Linked DNA regions of Sus scrofa: region 2 is linked to region 1. Evidence: chromatin contacts called from public HiChIP or PLAC-seq data. All regions are on one chromosome and are shown on one strand. Each heading gives the region's core, a stretch centred on a gene start, on an enhancer-like site or on the middle of the called end of the contact. The rest is flanking DNA. Distances are from core to core; before and after follow the strand shown. Region 1 has its middle 96 kb from the start of MYCN. Region 2 overlaps DDX1 (ATP-dependent RNA helicase DDX1).

Region 1 (7,035 bases), core at 3,075-5,574:
GCCCCCCACTGCCTAAGGGGAGGTGTCTGGGACTGGGAGTGACACCCAGGGCTGTCTGAGTGTGACATTCATGCTTTTAGGACCAGGAATCAGAGCAGGCTAATGCTACCTCCTTCCCCGGTACCTAGGGCTCAAACTCAGACACGCCAAGTGTCTGAAGGGGGCATGGGCTGTAGCTGTAGACAGGAGAAGCCCTCGATTTCGGCATGGCTCAAGGATCCCCAGGCCAGCCCACCCAAGGCTCCGAATGGGCCGGTAGTGGCCATGGACAACTGTGCTATAGTTAAGTAGAACCCACTGGCAGATTCATTTGTTCTGGGTGAAAAGCAGGCCAGGTTCTCTGAAATTGTAATGACTACATGCCAGTCCATGGTTTTTTCCTAGAAATCTAGAAAACAAAGCTGGAAGATTGATTAGAAATCAGCAGCATTTAATTTTTTTTAATAGGTAAGAAAACTAATTCCAAAAGACAGTTTGTCTAAGCTTTGGAATATTCTAGAACATAGTATAACATTAGAATATATTATAATACGGGTTTGAAGACCCAATCTGGGACAGGGAGATAAACACCTTAGCTCTACTGATCACTTACTATATAGCCTTGAGCACTTTACTGTCCACTTTCCGGGCCTCAGTTATCTTATCTGTGAAATGGGATGTGGTCTCTATAGTCCCTTTAACCCTAAAAGTTAAGTGAATCTGGATTTTATATGTGCAAAGGTTAAGCAGTGTGAAATATTATGTATCCATATAATGAGTCACGACCTTCGGCAGGAGTATAAGCCATAGTTTCTTTGATTAGAGACCTGAAAAGAGGAATGACTTTCTTGCAACGTTGAGTTGAATTTATGAAGAAGTCTGTCAAAAAGGCCTTGTGACATAGACTGACCCCTGGTCAATACCTGGCTCCCTGTAAACCCTTGTTGAATGAATGAAAGTGAGTTCCAGGCTTAGCTTCTGCAGAGGCCTGTTTGCTGATGAGTGTCAACTGGTTACATGTATGTGGGTCAGTGGGAACTGGTGAGTGAAGAAATGGATTGTTGGGTGGATAGACGAATGAGCAAATAGATGGGATACACCTCAGACAGGGACCCGAGAGGTTCTCTTGGGAGGTTCCTGTCCTTTAAGGAATTCCTGAGGTCCACGCTTAGGGCAGCCTGAGGTAGACCAGCAAGCCTAGCCCTGCGCCCATCCAAAGCCCCATCATGGTCAAGTCCTACAGCAACTCTGCTGCTCAGCCACTGTCCTCTCTGAGAGCTCGCAGGGGAGGTGCTAGGAGAGACCCAGTGGAGGGTGAAGGCTGAGAGCAAGGGCTTCAGGAGGAAAGCATGAACTTGACCAATCTAAACCCCACAGCCCCCAGGGAGCGTACTCACCCCAGCCCACCTCTCCCGGGCTCCAGTGGAATCTCCTCTTTCCCTCTGCTATACCCTCATCTACTCGTCTTCATGGGATGAGTGCATGAAGGTGGGTCTTCCTTTGCTGACCTGAGCAGCCTCTGTGCCTACTTCATCTCAGCACCTCCCCTATCCCAGGGCTGGCTTCCAGTAGATTCCTAGTCACGGAATGAATGGATGAGTGACTGATGGATTCTTAGTCCACGGCTGGTGGCTCCCTGAACCTCAAAGGACACGGAGCAAATATGTGTTGCCCTCAATTGCTGTTAATAACTTTTTTTCTAACTGGGAATAACAGTGCATACTTCACACCACGGTGAGCCAACATCTTTCATATATTAATAGTAATACTTCCCTTAGCGACGAACCCAATTTGCATAACCCTTTGTAGTTTTTAATGTTTGAACTCGATTCTCTCATTTTCATTCTCATAGCATCCTTGAGAGGGAGCTGGCTTAGAGATCCTAATCTCCCCTTTAGGGAAGGAGCAGAGGCTCATGGAAGTCCAGTGACTTGTCTAAGATCACGCTGAGGGCAGGGGGAGGGCTGGGAGAGACCCGTTCTGACCCCTGGCCCTGCGCTCGCCCCCAGTTACGCTTTTCTCCTTTCACCTGCCCCCATGGTCAGGTTTGCAAGAAACTAGGAGGCAAGGAATGGTTTGATCAAAGAATGCTCAAAAAGAATGATGTTTTTAATTAATAACAAAAGCAAACACACACTCTTAGTGGGTTCATAAATAGCAAGCTTCAAGCTAATTGATTAAAATGCCCTAGTAACCAAATTAATGGTGACTTCAAAAACAATGAAATCCTGCCAAGGCCACAATAAAACTGTCCCCCTCCCCCTTTTAATTATCTTTGTGGTTTTCAAATTTGCCTGAAACTCTTCTCTATGACAGGGCAGGCCACACCTGCTATTTGACAAGGGTCGGGTGCTGGGTGTCTGCCGACTCCAGAACATTGATCTGACTCTGACCTTAAAGCAAGTCACACAGCAGGGCTAGGTCCTTTGACTTTTTTTTTTTTTTTTTTCTTTTAGGGCCGTACCCATGTCATATGGAGGTTCCCAGGCTAGGGGTCCAATCGGAGCTGTAACCACTGGCCTACACCACAGCCACAGCAACTCAGGATCCGAGCCTCGTCTTCGACCTATAGCTCACAGCAACACCAGATCCTTAACCCACTGAGCTAGACCAGGTATTGAACCTGCATCCTCATGGATGCTAGTTGGGTTTGCTAACCGCTGAGCCATGACGGGAACTCCTTATCTTTTTTTTTTTTTTTTTTTTTTTTCCTTTCAACTCTCTCCTTTGAAATGGGAGGGCAAGGCCTGCCTGATTGATTCAATTTTAAAATATAGATGAAAGAGCCAGCAGAGTGTGTGACGCAGGGTAGGCGGATGGTAAATGGAGTTTGCTTCCTCTTTCTGCATCGGGTCCTTAAAGGACCTCACGGCCTCTTTGAACACAGAAGTGAGAGGCTCTCAGAGATGGGAGCCTAGTAGCTAAACTGCTATGGCCCAAGGTACCTGTCTCCCGCAGGATTTTTGCAGTCAGGTCTTCTGTATTTGGTGTGACAGGAAGCATGTCATTCACCCTCTCTGAGCTTCAGTTTCCTCATCTGCAAAACGACTGTCCTAAAATGGGCTTTGGTGGCGTGTGAATCTGGGACGAGAACAGAGGCCAAGTTCTAGAGCTTGATCAACAGTAAGCGGTCGCTTGGACTTCCGTGTGGCTCACAACAGAAAGCGGTCGCTCTCACTGCCACACAGACGCCGACAAGACGGTGTCAGGAGAGCTGGGATCAAGTCCCAACTCTGCTACTTCCAGGCCTGCTGCCTGCACCCCAGACCACTCCCTTCTCGTCTCCAGGACGGGGGTACTGATTCTTGGCTCACTATTTGCAGAGCAGCTTCACCAGCCAGGAGATAATTGAGGGCGTTGACCTTGGCTGCCCACTGCCCTCACCCAAGGAGCTTTACGAATGACCCACTCCAGGGACTCACTTCTGATCCACCTCATCAGGATTGGGGGGGGAGGGGCTGGGACCCAGGCATGCATGTTTCTCAATGTCCCCAGCGGAGTCTAAGGTGCCACCAGTGTGCGAGTCACAAGAAGCGACCTTCTTTTCCAAATCCCGGAGGCCTGTGACATGTGGGGGTCAGGCAGGGGGGCTCCCCTGCAGGTCCCGCACTACTGCTGGGGGACAGGGACCTCTCGGAGTCACCGTTCTTTCCTCCTCTGGGTCGGGAGCCATCAGCTTCTTTGATTCCCTTTCAACACTTCTCAGGATCTCTGTCCCCTCTCAAGAGGGTGGCAGGGTGCTGGCAGTAACTGGGGCTTGCTGACTTTAACCTTTAAAAAAACAAGCTTTATTGTGAAGACCAAAAGGTCTTATAAACCTTAATGAGCGGCATATGTGAAACACATACGCGATCTGCTTGTTTGAAAAATATTTCCCAGCTAGCCTTCAATAGCAAAGCCTTATTATTCTAAACGGGAGCTTGTCTTACCAGAGGACTGAACAAAACCCCAGTTGGAGATAATTATCTTAGCAGAATTCCCCGTGGGTCTCTGGAGAGGGGCTGGGGGTGGAAGCTGCTGGAACACATGTGCTAACTTAGGCTGCCTTTGTGTACACAACAAACACAAAAGCAGGGCTTTCGGCAGCGAGGAGAATTCCAGCTCCGCGAGTGGTGACCTCAGCATTCGTTCCAGGGATGGCACATCGGTGGGTCGCACTGGCTGGGGGCTGGAGATGGGAAGGCAGGAAGGGAAGGCACGTGTCCACACTCAAGCTCCGGGCGAGGGCTGGGCGGAGCAGGCAGAAAATGATGGGCCCCCAAATCGAGAGAGGCAGGCTTTTCCAGGTAATTCCAGTTTGGGGGCTGTGCCTCTGAGCAGCTGGCTTTCTCTAAGTCTCAGTTGCTCTGTGTGAACCACGGGCCACTGTGATGACTCAGCAGGCTGACCCAGGGATTAGAAATGGTTTAATCTGATGGATGATGAAGAAAAGCAATCTTGGGATCATAGGCAGCCACTTCACAGGCAACCTGCCTCCACCTCACAGAGACAAGCTGGACACTCAGCCTGAGGCACGAGGTTTGGGTTCCCAGATCCCCCCCCCAACCCCCCTTGCCACCCCCCGCTTCCCAGGAGTGTTCAGCCCCCGTTATCTGAAGCTTTGGGCTGCCAGCCTCCTGAGCCTGGCACCCAGATGTTGAGGGAAAGTGGGCCACTGGGCCTCAATTAGCTGGGTAATTGCTTCAATTCCCTATGGCTCCCGACCCCTGAATTACTCCCTGCTGCCCCCGCTTCCCGCAAGCTCTGGAATGCCACAGCCCTGTTCTTTTCCCAGCCTGGAAGCCACAGGAGGAAGCCACTTTGGTGGGACTTGTCCCACAGCTGCAGGCAGCCCCAGGAGAGGCGGGCAGGCCCCATCGGCCTGAAATGCTCTTGGATCCTTGCCCTCCCCCTCTTGGCCGCCCCCAGAGGCATAGGGGGAGCCGGGTTGCACAGGCCCAAGCGAGGGTGAGGGGTCGAGCTGGGGGAACTTGGAGGCCATAGGGCGAAATGGACCAAACCCGAGCCTCAGAGTAGGAGCTAAGGACAGCGTTACCTCGTGCATCTGATTTCACTTTCCCAGCCTCCGTTTTCTTATCTGTAAAATGGAGCCAAAGAGGTCTCTCCTGCAAGGTTGTGTTTGTTAGGGTCAAGGTAGTCCATTCCATATGGTGCATGCATAATTAACTAGGTGTCTAGCACACAGGTGTGGCTCTAAACAGCCCCCTTTTCCTCAAGCTTCTCCTCCTCCTCCATCAGCCGTAACCCTTGTGCCAGCGAGGCAGCTAAATGAGTGGGAAGAGTTTCTGAGCAGGGTCTGTGGGCAGATAACCCCGTCTAGTCCATCCATGCTCTCAGCCTTAGTTTTCTCACCTATAAAGTGCTGCTCCCTAAGGGTACTTGCATCCTCCGATGCTCTGGGAGGAGAGAAAGAGGGCCCGTGTCAAGCTGTCCTTGCCTCTGCACAGGCTCCGAGCATGTTTTCCCACCAAGGTAAACAGAGTCACTAACACTTTATCTTAATTGCCACTAATGATGGTGCATTTGCCTGATTATGAAAAAAACGGGGCTTTCTGGTCTCCTTCGCTTCCTAAGCTGACCTGGAATATTTAACATTTCAACTGAGTCCTTCCAGCTTTGCTGCTGAACCTAACTGGTCAATTGCAGGTTATTTATTAATAGTGGATTTGACTTCGCCTGGGACAGGCTGTTGGGGACAAATAGGAGCAAAAGGAAAGAACAGCTACCCAGAGGAGGGCAAGTCTGGTGAAGGAAGAACTGGAGGATGGTTTTCCCTGGGTTTTTCCATTTGATTCTTGCATCAGCCATTTTCATAGGTTTTAAGTATTCACTTTTTTTTTTTTTTTCACATTTCATGAAGTGTTTTAAACCTACGCTCCATCCAATGGGCACTTTTATGAAATTCACTAAAAGATTCAGAGTTGGTATTATCTTCATTTCCTCATTGTGTTTATATATATATTTCTTCCATTATTTTTTTTAAACCAGAATTCCTTTTTTGGGTTTCCTAACAATGTTGTCTGATTGTAGTGCTTAACTTTTCTTATTTAAATTACTTCCTTAAAAGAAATTTCAATAAATTACTTGGAGGCCGGTGGCTGTGTGTAAATGACAAATGGGAACAGTATGTGTATTTTCTTCAACCGTCTCAGAGTTTGTTTGCCAGGTTGAGAACTTTAAAAACATGGAATGATCTGGTTCCAGCACGACTCGCCTGGCCATCGTGGACCGGGGTCCAGCCTTGCTCCTGTGCAGCGCCACGGACGTACAGAGCCTGGGAGAGAAGAACTCTGCGTTCTGGGAAACCTGGGCTGGAGGAGGTTCTTTTGGGTTTTTTTGCTTTTTAGGGCCACATATGGGGCATATGGAGGTTCCCAGGCTAGGGGTCCAATTGGAGCTGCAGCTTCAGGCCTATGCCACAGCCACAGCAACATGGGATCCCAGCCGCACCTGTGCCCTACACCATAGCTCACAGTAATGCCGGATCCTTAACCCACTGAGCAAGGCCAGGGATTGAACCTGTGTCCTCATGGATACTAGTTGGTTTCATAACCGGAAGAAAGTCCCTGGAGGACATTCTTGTATATGCCCTTGACCAGGTAAAAGGTGAATATAGTTGGTAAATGTGCCAACTATACTCACCTGTTCTGTCTCATGTTTTAGGACTTTACAGTTTATAAAAATACACTGTCATGTCCATTTTTCCACATGACCCTTATGACAGGTCTGTGAGGCTGAGGCAGGGCAGTGGTTGAAATCCCACTTCACAAATGGGTAAGCGGAGGCTCCCACGGACCTCCTTGAGGCTTCTCATAGACTCAGACCCAGCTCTTTGGAGTCTCAGAATCCAGAGGTCATCAGCTGCTCTGCCGGCACTGGAGAGCTGTCCGTGGGAAAAGACCAGGGGAGGAAGGCAAGAGCAGAGGGAGGATATGGGGCTGTCCTCCCAGAGGTCTTTGCATCTTTCCCCAAGTCTCTGGGGTTGCCTTTGGGAAAATGGATGATTAATGATGAGTTCTTCCGGATGGGGTCTGTTATGGACTGAACCGTATCCTC
Region 2 (7,035 bases), core at 2,517-5,016, 170 kb before region 1:
GGGAATGGTGGAGTAAGACGGGGCCTGGGTGGCCTTGTGGAAGAGCTGCCTGCCCCGAGAGGCTGTCTGCTACCGTATCTTGTCTTGTGTTAGGTCTCCGCTCCAGCCAGCGCAGACTAGAGGCGCTTGAATGCCCAGAAAACGTTGCCTGCTAACCAGCACATTAGTACTGAGGTAGCCCTCAGCTTCAGCTCTGTCCGCTCTACAGCGTAGGAATCCTCAGTGTCCTTCCTCACAGACCTCTCACTGCCAGGGTCCCCTCCGCACAGAAACGTTCAGGCGGCCCCACCTCCAGCACGTGTTAGACGTGACCTGCGGTCTCATGAGTCTTGGCGCTTTGTCCGCATTAACCATTTCATCTTCTGTTCACTGTTCATCCGCTTCAAAGCTACCTTCAGGCTTTGCTAGAGCTACACTCTCCACAGTGCCTGGAGTGGTTTTATGTTTGGGGATTTTTTTGGCGATCCAAATTTGAATAAACTTCAGCGAGCCTCTCTAACTCCGGCGTGCGTGTTCACTGTACCACTCACCCGGAAGATGCTGGGAGCCTCTTCCTGGGACAGAGCCAAGAGAGACGATAGAAGCCAAGCCAGAGGACCCAGGGCCTCGGGATGGCCACCTAAGAGCACTGATTGGAAAGGACTCCAACTAGTGGCCGTGGTTACAGGTCGCCCACACCTTTCCTACCTCCTCCTCAGAAGGAATTTTCCGGATGTAAACGGGAACCTCTGGTTAGAGGGCTCCCCCACCCCCACCCCCACCCCCCCCGCGGCCCCGCTTTCTACTGCTGTCCCCACTCCCAGAAAAAGTCACCTCTCAGGGACGTATGGGCTCCTTTCTTTTTTTCTGTAAGTGTTTCGGTGTACCGTTTAGATCTTACTGTATGTATAATTTTATATCTGCATTTGACATATTTTTCTTCCTGTAAATACTTCCCTGGCTGCCTCGCCCACCAGAAGTGCTGTGGTCTGTCCCTCTCACAAGCCCTGAGGAGAACGGAGGGGGCGAGCCCCTCCCAGGTCAGGCCCAGGAGCGACTCCGGCTCTGACCCGACCAGAAGACGACAGAAGCGAGGCCCTCGGCCCCTGAGCGTTCCTTTCTTGTTCGTAAAAATGGCGCAAGTCACCCTGGTCCTTGAGGATTATGCTGGACAGGCAGCGGGGTCAGCAGACCAGCGGCGCTGCCACCACGTTCTCCAGTGTGGACGCCGGCTGCCTCTTCCTGTTACCTGGACGGTTGCTGAACATCTTGGTTCTGGCTTTTGGATTGTTTGCCTCTACTGGATTCCTCCACCCTCGATTCTGGCGTGAAATGAGCCTTAGGAACATCTTCCAGAGTCATTTTCAGACTGCTTTCTGGACAGTTTGCCCTGGTTGCCATTCTCAAAACAATGTGGGAAGAATTCTGTTTCATTTATTTTGCAAACGGAAATAATACTGTTGCCTTTAAAGTCTGTTTTCCTCCTGTCTCTGCACATGATGTATGAATTGGTGCCGCTGAGCACAGGTCCTCTTAGGTCTGACCTGCAGCTTCTCTGCACGTGACCCTTCAGCCCCCAGATGCTCCCTCACCCCTGCTCCCTTCCCACAGTCATTATACTACAAACTAGGGCCCAGATTTGGTGTAAATAAGGTGCAAGTCTCCTTTCTTTTTTTTTTTTTTTTAAGGTAGACGTGTGTGTGGCAGTGATTGAGAACACCCAGGTTTTTTAAACAAAGAAAAAAGTTTGTTCCCAGCCAAGTCTAAATGAGCAAAACTATGTAGGCAAACTTTTCACTGTGGTCTTCTGCCTTCAGAGGGAAGCAGCCACTTGATTGCAGCTTGAATGAGATGTTAAATGTGAAACATGCGTAGGTAAATACGAAGTGAGATATGGGCTCGTTCCCCTCATATAACAGTTTTATTATTTCCCTATAGATGCTGACATCTATCAGGAATTTTTTTTTTTTTTCCAAGTGACCTTATTTTGGGGAAAAAGGAATATTTGTTAGAGGGAAAAAATGTAGCGGAACAGGAAGGAAAGGGAGGGAGAATGTTTGCTCCCGCAGAGGCGTTGATAGAGGATTCCTTTGGTGGGAGGAGTGGGGGGGGATTTTTACTGTTGTTTTCCGTTCTGTCGATTTAAATACTTCCCTTTCATTAAAACCATCTAAAGCTCTGCCTTTTCGGAGGACAGAGAGTCCACTTTGGTCGAAGTGCTGGGGGGTGGTTGGAAAGAGCCTGGAGTCACACAGGCCTGGAGCTGATCCCAGCAATGCTACCGACTTCTAAGAGCTAAGTCGCTTGCAGGAGAACTTGAGGTCGAAGGTGGGACCTGGAATCGGCACTTGAAGGAGCTCCTCAGAAGACTGTGATGTAGATGCTCTTCCAACTACAAATCAACAAACACTCGGAGGAGTCCTGGTGACTCAGCCGGCTAAGGATCTGGTGTTGGCACAGGTCTCCGCTGTGGTTTGGGTTCAATTCCTGGCCTGAGAACTTGTGCATGTGGTGGGTGTGGCAAAAGAAAGAAACGGGAGAGAGAAAAGGAAGGAAGGGAAAAGAGGAGAAAAAAAAGAAACGCTATGAAGAAATGGCTCTTAAAGCTTTCATTCTCTCTGCAGTCTTTCACCCCAAGACTCAGGCCAGGTGGCTGAAAAGGACACCTGAGTGAGATGCTCAAAGTACCAGAGCCACCTGTCTTCCCAGGCAGGCCCTCTTCCTTCCCTTAGGTTAGTGGTTCTCAGCCCTGGCTCTGCACTGGGACCACCTTGGGGAGCTTTAAAAGCTCCCTTGTACTTCATCTCCAGAAATTCTGTTATTCTGGAGGGGGCCCTGGTACTCTAGGAGCTGCTAATGTACTGCCAGGGTTCAGAGTGGCTGCTTTAAACAGCCTGACTAGATGTTTCTTGATCCAGCTGCAAATTACTGTGTGCCCCTGGCACATGCCCTGGCTGCTGGGTGAACTAAGTTCAACGTCGTTTAGATTCAGGCTGGAAGCCTTGCTATTGCACTGTGCAGAAGTTCTTATAGAGAGAAACTTTGATAAAAATGGTACCATACCACATTTCTGAGAAACAGTAAGGTTATTTTAAAAATGAATTTTGTAGACCTGAGTTCAGTTCCTTTTAAAATAGTTACGTTGGGGCTTCAGTCTTTTAAGGATGCTTCAGTTTTTCAGAACCCATTTGGCATTTTAATTTCTCTTCTTTTTGCCACTTGGTTTTTATTTAAAACATTTCCTCTGCTTTAGACAGAGTCACTTTATAGGCTTCTGGAGACCATTGGCTTCACTTATTATTACCCTAAAAACTCCTTCCCCAGCCTGGTAACTCATCCTGTGCACCAGAAAAGCCTCTGGTTGGCTGTTGGCTGTATGTTGCTTTCATTTAAATTGCAATCAAAGAATAAATACTTACTGCTGCCAAGCAGACTTTGAAGAGGCAGCCAGGCAGTGATTAGATGGTAAGGGTGTTCCACTTTTTACGGTGGATCAGAGTCTCAGGGGAGAGAGCCTAGCATGGGAAATCCTGATCAGAATGAAGTCCTCAGGGCGGAGGTTGTAGAGAACTGGCCAGTAGTGTGGCGTCGGCTGAGTCTCGTGGGAGCTATGGTGTCTGATGATGAGTTTTGGTTTTTACCATGTGATTCCCCTGAAATCCTCAAATGTTGCCCAAGGGTTAAGCAGTTAGATGTGTTGGCATGGCCTGGGGAGAACAGGGGGGCTCTGTGTTTGGACGGAGTGGTGACGGAGGGTGTGGAAATGGGTTAGGACCCTGTCCTGTGGGAAATTACCATGAAACGCCAGGAACGCACGAGAAAACCCTCTGGAGCGGTCCTCCAGACCGAAGCTCAGCGAGGTGACGTCAGGCTTGGGGCAATCGGGCTTTGCAGGCACTCCCACGACTTCAGAGCCGTATTTGAGAGAAAACTGGCTAACCTGTAGTCACAGGCTGGAAGCTTGAGGTATTTTATTTGGCTCGGAAAAGCTAGCAATTTGGAGACACTGGGTTATACGCCGTATCATTAAACACCGTTCACTTAAAATATTGGTGTTAGTTCTGTTGGTTGTAATAACAAACTCTATCATATGCTTCCCTCCATAAATTTTTATTCATTTCCCCACAGTTGGCTCACAACCCAGCCCCAGGAGAAATGGCACGAAGGCGGCCCGCCTGCCTCTCCACCCGCTCTCCTGGGTCTGTCATTTCCAGTCTGGTGCACCAGGTGGCGCTGACGTCACACCGTGAACACCCACAAAGACCTAAACATGATGCCGGGATATTTTTACCACTTGGGGTCACTTAAGGATTACCTGACTTCCTTTTTTTTTTTTCTGCTAAGCAAATCACAGATTCAAAGGAATTATTTCCCATTACATCTGTCAGAGTCTGTGGTCTTTTTTTTTTCCTGGATCCACAGGCTGAGAAACATGCATTAAGATTTTTTCCCCCAGGAATTGGCCCCACACAGTTTGTGCTGCAGTGACTTCTCCTCTCACAAAGCACTTAACAGGACCACCGCACCCGCCTTCTCCTGGGCCCAGTGTTTGGGGGTCCTCTGCACCAAAGAACTTCCACACGTGTCAAAATTGCATTTATGCTAATTGCCACTCTCATTAGCATCTCCAGAACGCAGGCTGCTTTTCTTCAGTCATTTCCTTGATTCTCTAAAGCCCAGCTCGGAAGGAATGAAGCTCGGTGGGGTCTCATGTTAACGCCCACTCATCTCCTCCCGACACACCCGCTTATCTGGTGACCCTAGGAATCAGGGCATGGCCCTTTAGAGCTTGGTGGAGAGCTGTGGGGTGATGCCCAATTGACTGGGCCTGCCTGTGGGTGGGTGTGGGTGGGGTGAGGGCAGCCCATGTGGGCTTAGACAGGCAGCCCAAACAATGAGCCCAGTCACTTCAGAACGTAGCTGTGCCTACTTATTTAAAAAGCCAGAATGACCAGCGGAAACCCCAAGTGCCAGCCTCCCCACCGACCGACCAAGTGATTTCAGGGGACGAAGGTTGAGAGATCTGAGTGGGAAGATGACCAGATATGTGGTCTGTCCCTCTCTTTCTACTTCAAAGAATACCATTTTGGGGGTGGAAGCGGGAGAGGAGAGGAGTCATTATTCAAGAATAGCCTTCCCTGGTATAATTTAAAGCTACCGCAGGAGTTCATTTGTTTCCATCATTTCCAGTTTATAATTAATCAGTGTCAATCTCTATTCAAGAACCTGAAATGGGCCTTTATTGCCTGAATGAAGTCCAGACTAACTTGGACACTTAACAGCCCTCTTAAGTTTCGTTCTAACTTTACAATCTGTATTTCCTTTATTCCCCAGGTCACATTGGACTTGGTCTCCTCCGTCCCCTCCATGTACAACAACAGGGAACATTCATGGATCCATCCCTACGTATCAGGTATTGTTCCAAGTGCTGACTCATCTTAATGAACCCTCCTAACTCCAGGAGTTCCTGTCATGGCTCAGCGGTTAACAAACCCGACGAGGATCCATGAGGACACGGGTTCCATCCCTGGCCTCGCTCAGTGGGTTAAGGATCCAGCCCTGCCGTGAGCTGTGGTGTAGGTCGCAGACGTGATTCGGATCCCGAATTGCTGTGGCTGTGGTGTGTAGGCTGGTGGCTACAGCTCCGATTCGACCCCTAGCCTGGGACCTCCATATGCCATGGGTGCGGCCCTAAAAAGACAAGACAAAAAACAAAACAAAACAAAAAACAACCCTCCTAACTCCAGAAGACAGGCTCTGTTAGTGTTTCCATTTTATAGATGAGAAAATGGAGGCACCAAGAGGTGAGCGATTTGCTTAAGATCACCTGACTAGTAAGCAGTGGAGCCAGAATTTGAACGCAGGCACTTACCCACTTAGGCCCTGTGTTCCGGATTGCGTCCTGCTGGCTGGAGGGCCTTCCTGGCTTCCCTGTGCCTGTCAGATTCCACCCAGCCTTAGGAATCTGAGTCACTTCTACCTCCTTCGTGAGGGCAAGAGAACATCACGGTTTTCTGAATACCAGCCGTGAGCCAGATATTTTATATTCAGCCTCATGTAAGAGCCAATGTTCTCTCTCTCTCTCTTTCTTTTTTTTTTTTTTCTTCAGAGAAGGACTCGAAGATGCAGAAAGGTTAAGTCCAAGTCCAGCAGGTTGAATCAGGCTCCAGAACCAAAGACGTTTGGTTCTATGCTCTGCTGCTAGGAAGCCCTCCAGCGTGTTACTCTTGGTCTTGCCCTTATACTTTAGGTAGCTTTTACTTGTTAAAAACCATTGCATGACTTTTTTCCTCTCTCTGTCTCAGGCAGATCAGAAATTCTTCTAGTGAAGGGTGTCTGGGCCGTACTCTCTTTTCCTGCAGTGTGCGTAGTGGGCATATGATAATTATTATTGATTACTTTTTTATTTTTTATGCTACGGAGAGAGTCCATCAACTTACCTGACAGCAACGACAGCTCTTCTGTGGAGACTGAGACCCAAAACAAGAAGGCATCTACTGACGTTTTACCCTGAGCAGGAATGGGCAGGACAAGATGGAAGATCAGGACCACTCTCAATAGGAAAATATACCTTTTAATTTCTTCAAGAAATTTGACTAAAACATGAGCATGATTTTGAACATATGGGGCCCAAAGCTCTGATTTCCTATGGCTGAAATTTCAGTGTTGTGGTGGACCCATACTTGCAGAGAAATATGTGAATTCATCATGGTTATTTTTGTAGCATTGAAGCTGGCGAACTTCCAAGTCAAGAACTTTCTGCCTTTGCAGTTCTCGGTTATTTGAGGCTGGATGACTCACTTTGTGTAACATCCTCTTGTTTTCCTCCTTTTCCTCCCATGGGCCCCCTCCTACATGAGACGATTGGCCAGGGCAGGGAGGGTCATGAAACTGGAGCCTCTGTGGACAGCTTCTTCTCAGTTTTGCTAACATTTTTTTGGGAAGCCATCTTCACCTCTTCTTTTTCCCCCACCAGGTGGGTTACTTCCTCTTCTGTGCCCTCCACACCTTTTCCTCCTTCCTTTATTATAATATTTGTGTTCCTACATTTTATTA

Evidence for each region. HiChIP or PLAC-seq counts read pairs in DNA pulled down with a chosen protein or histone mark.
Region 2: a contact with region 1 is called in an H3K27ac HiChIP or PLAC-seq map of skeletal muscle, with 4 times the contacts expected there. The contact joins two enhancer-like sites. A contact is called at or near these places in 1 of 5 promoter capture datasets (liver), 6 of 47 Hi-C or Micro-C datasets (embryonic fibroblasts, epiblast stem cells, fibroblasts and 2 more) and 1 of 2 datasets of contacts at active chromatin or transcription factors (skeletal muscle).

What each region holds. Positions count from the first base shown.
Region 1 is chr3:121,642,485-121,649,519 of Sscrofa11.1, reverse strand. No RefSeq gene overlaps it. Among named protein-coding and RNA genes, the nearest start is that of MYCN, 96 kb to the right of the region's middle. Within about 2 kb of position 4,324, at least 4 of the 83 cell types and tissues checked have an H3K27ac peak or open chromatin away from gene starts, as enhancers often do. A contact at or near this core is called in skeletal muscle, where this site is marked.
Region 2 is chr3:121,812,807-121,819,841 of Sscrofa11.1, reverse strand. DDX1 (ATP-dependent RNA helicase DDX1) reads left to right here. Exons shown (of 27, transcript XM_021087822.1): 27 at 1-1,442. Among named protein-coding and RNA genes, the nearest start is that of DDX1, 40 kb to the left of the region's middle. Within about 2 kb of position 3,766, at least 15 of the 83 cell types and tissues checked have an H3K27ac peak or open chromatin away from gene starts, as enhancers often do. A contact at or near this core is called in skeletal muscle, where this site is marked.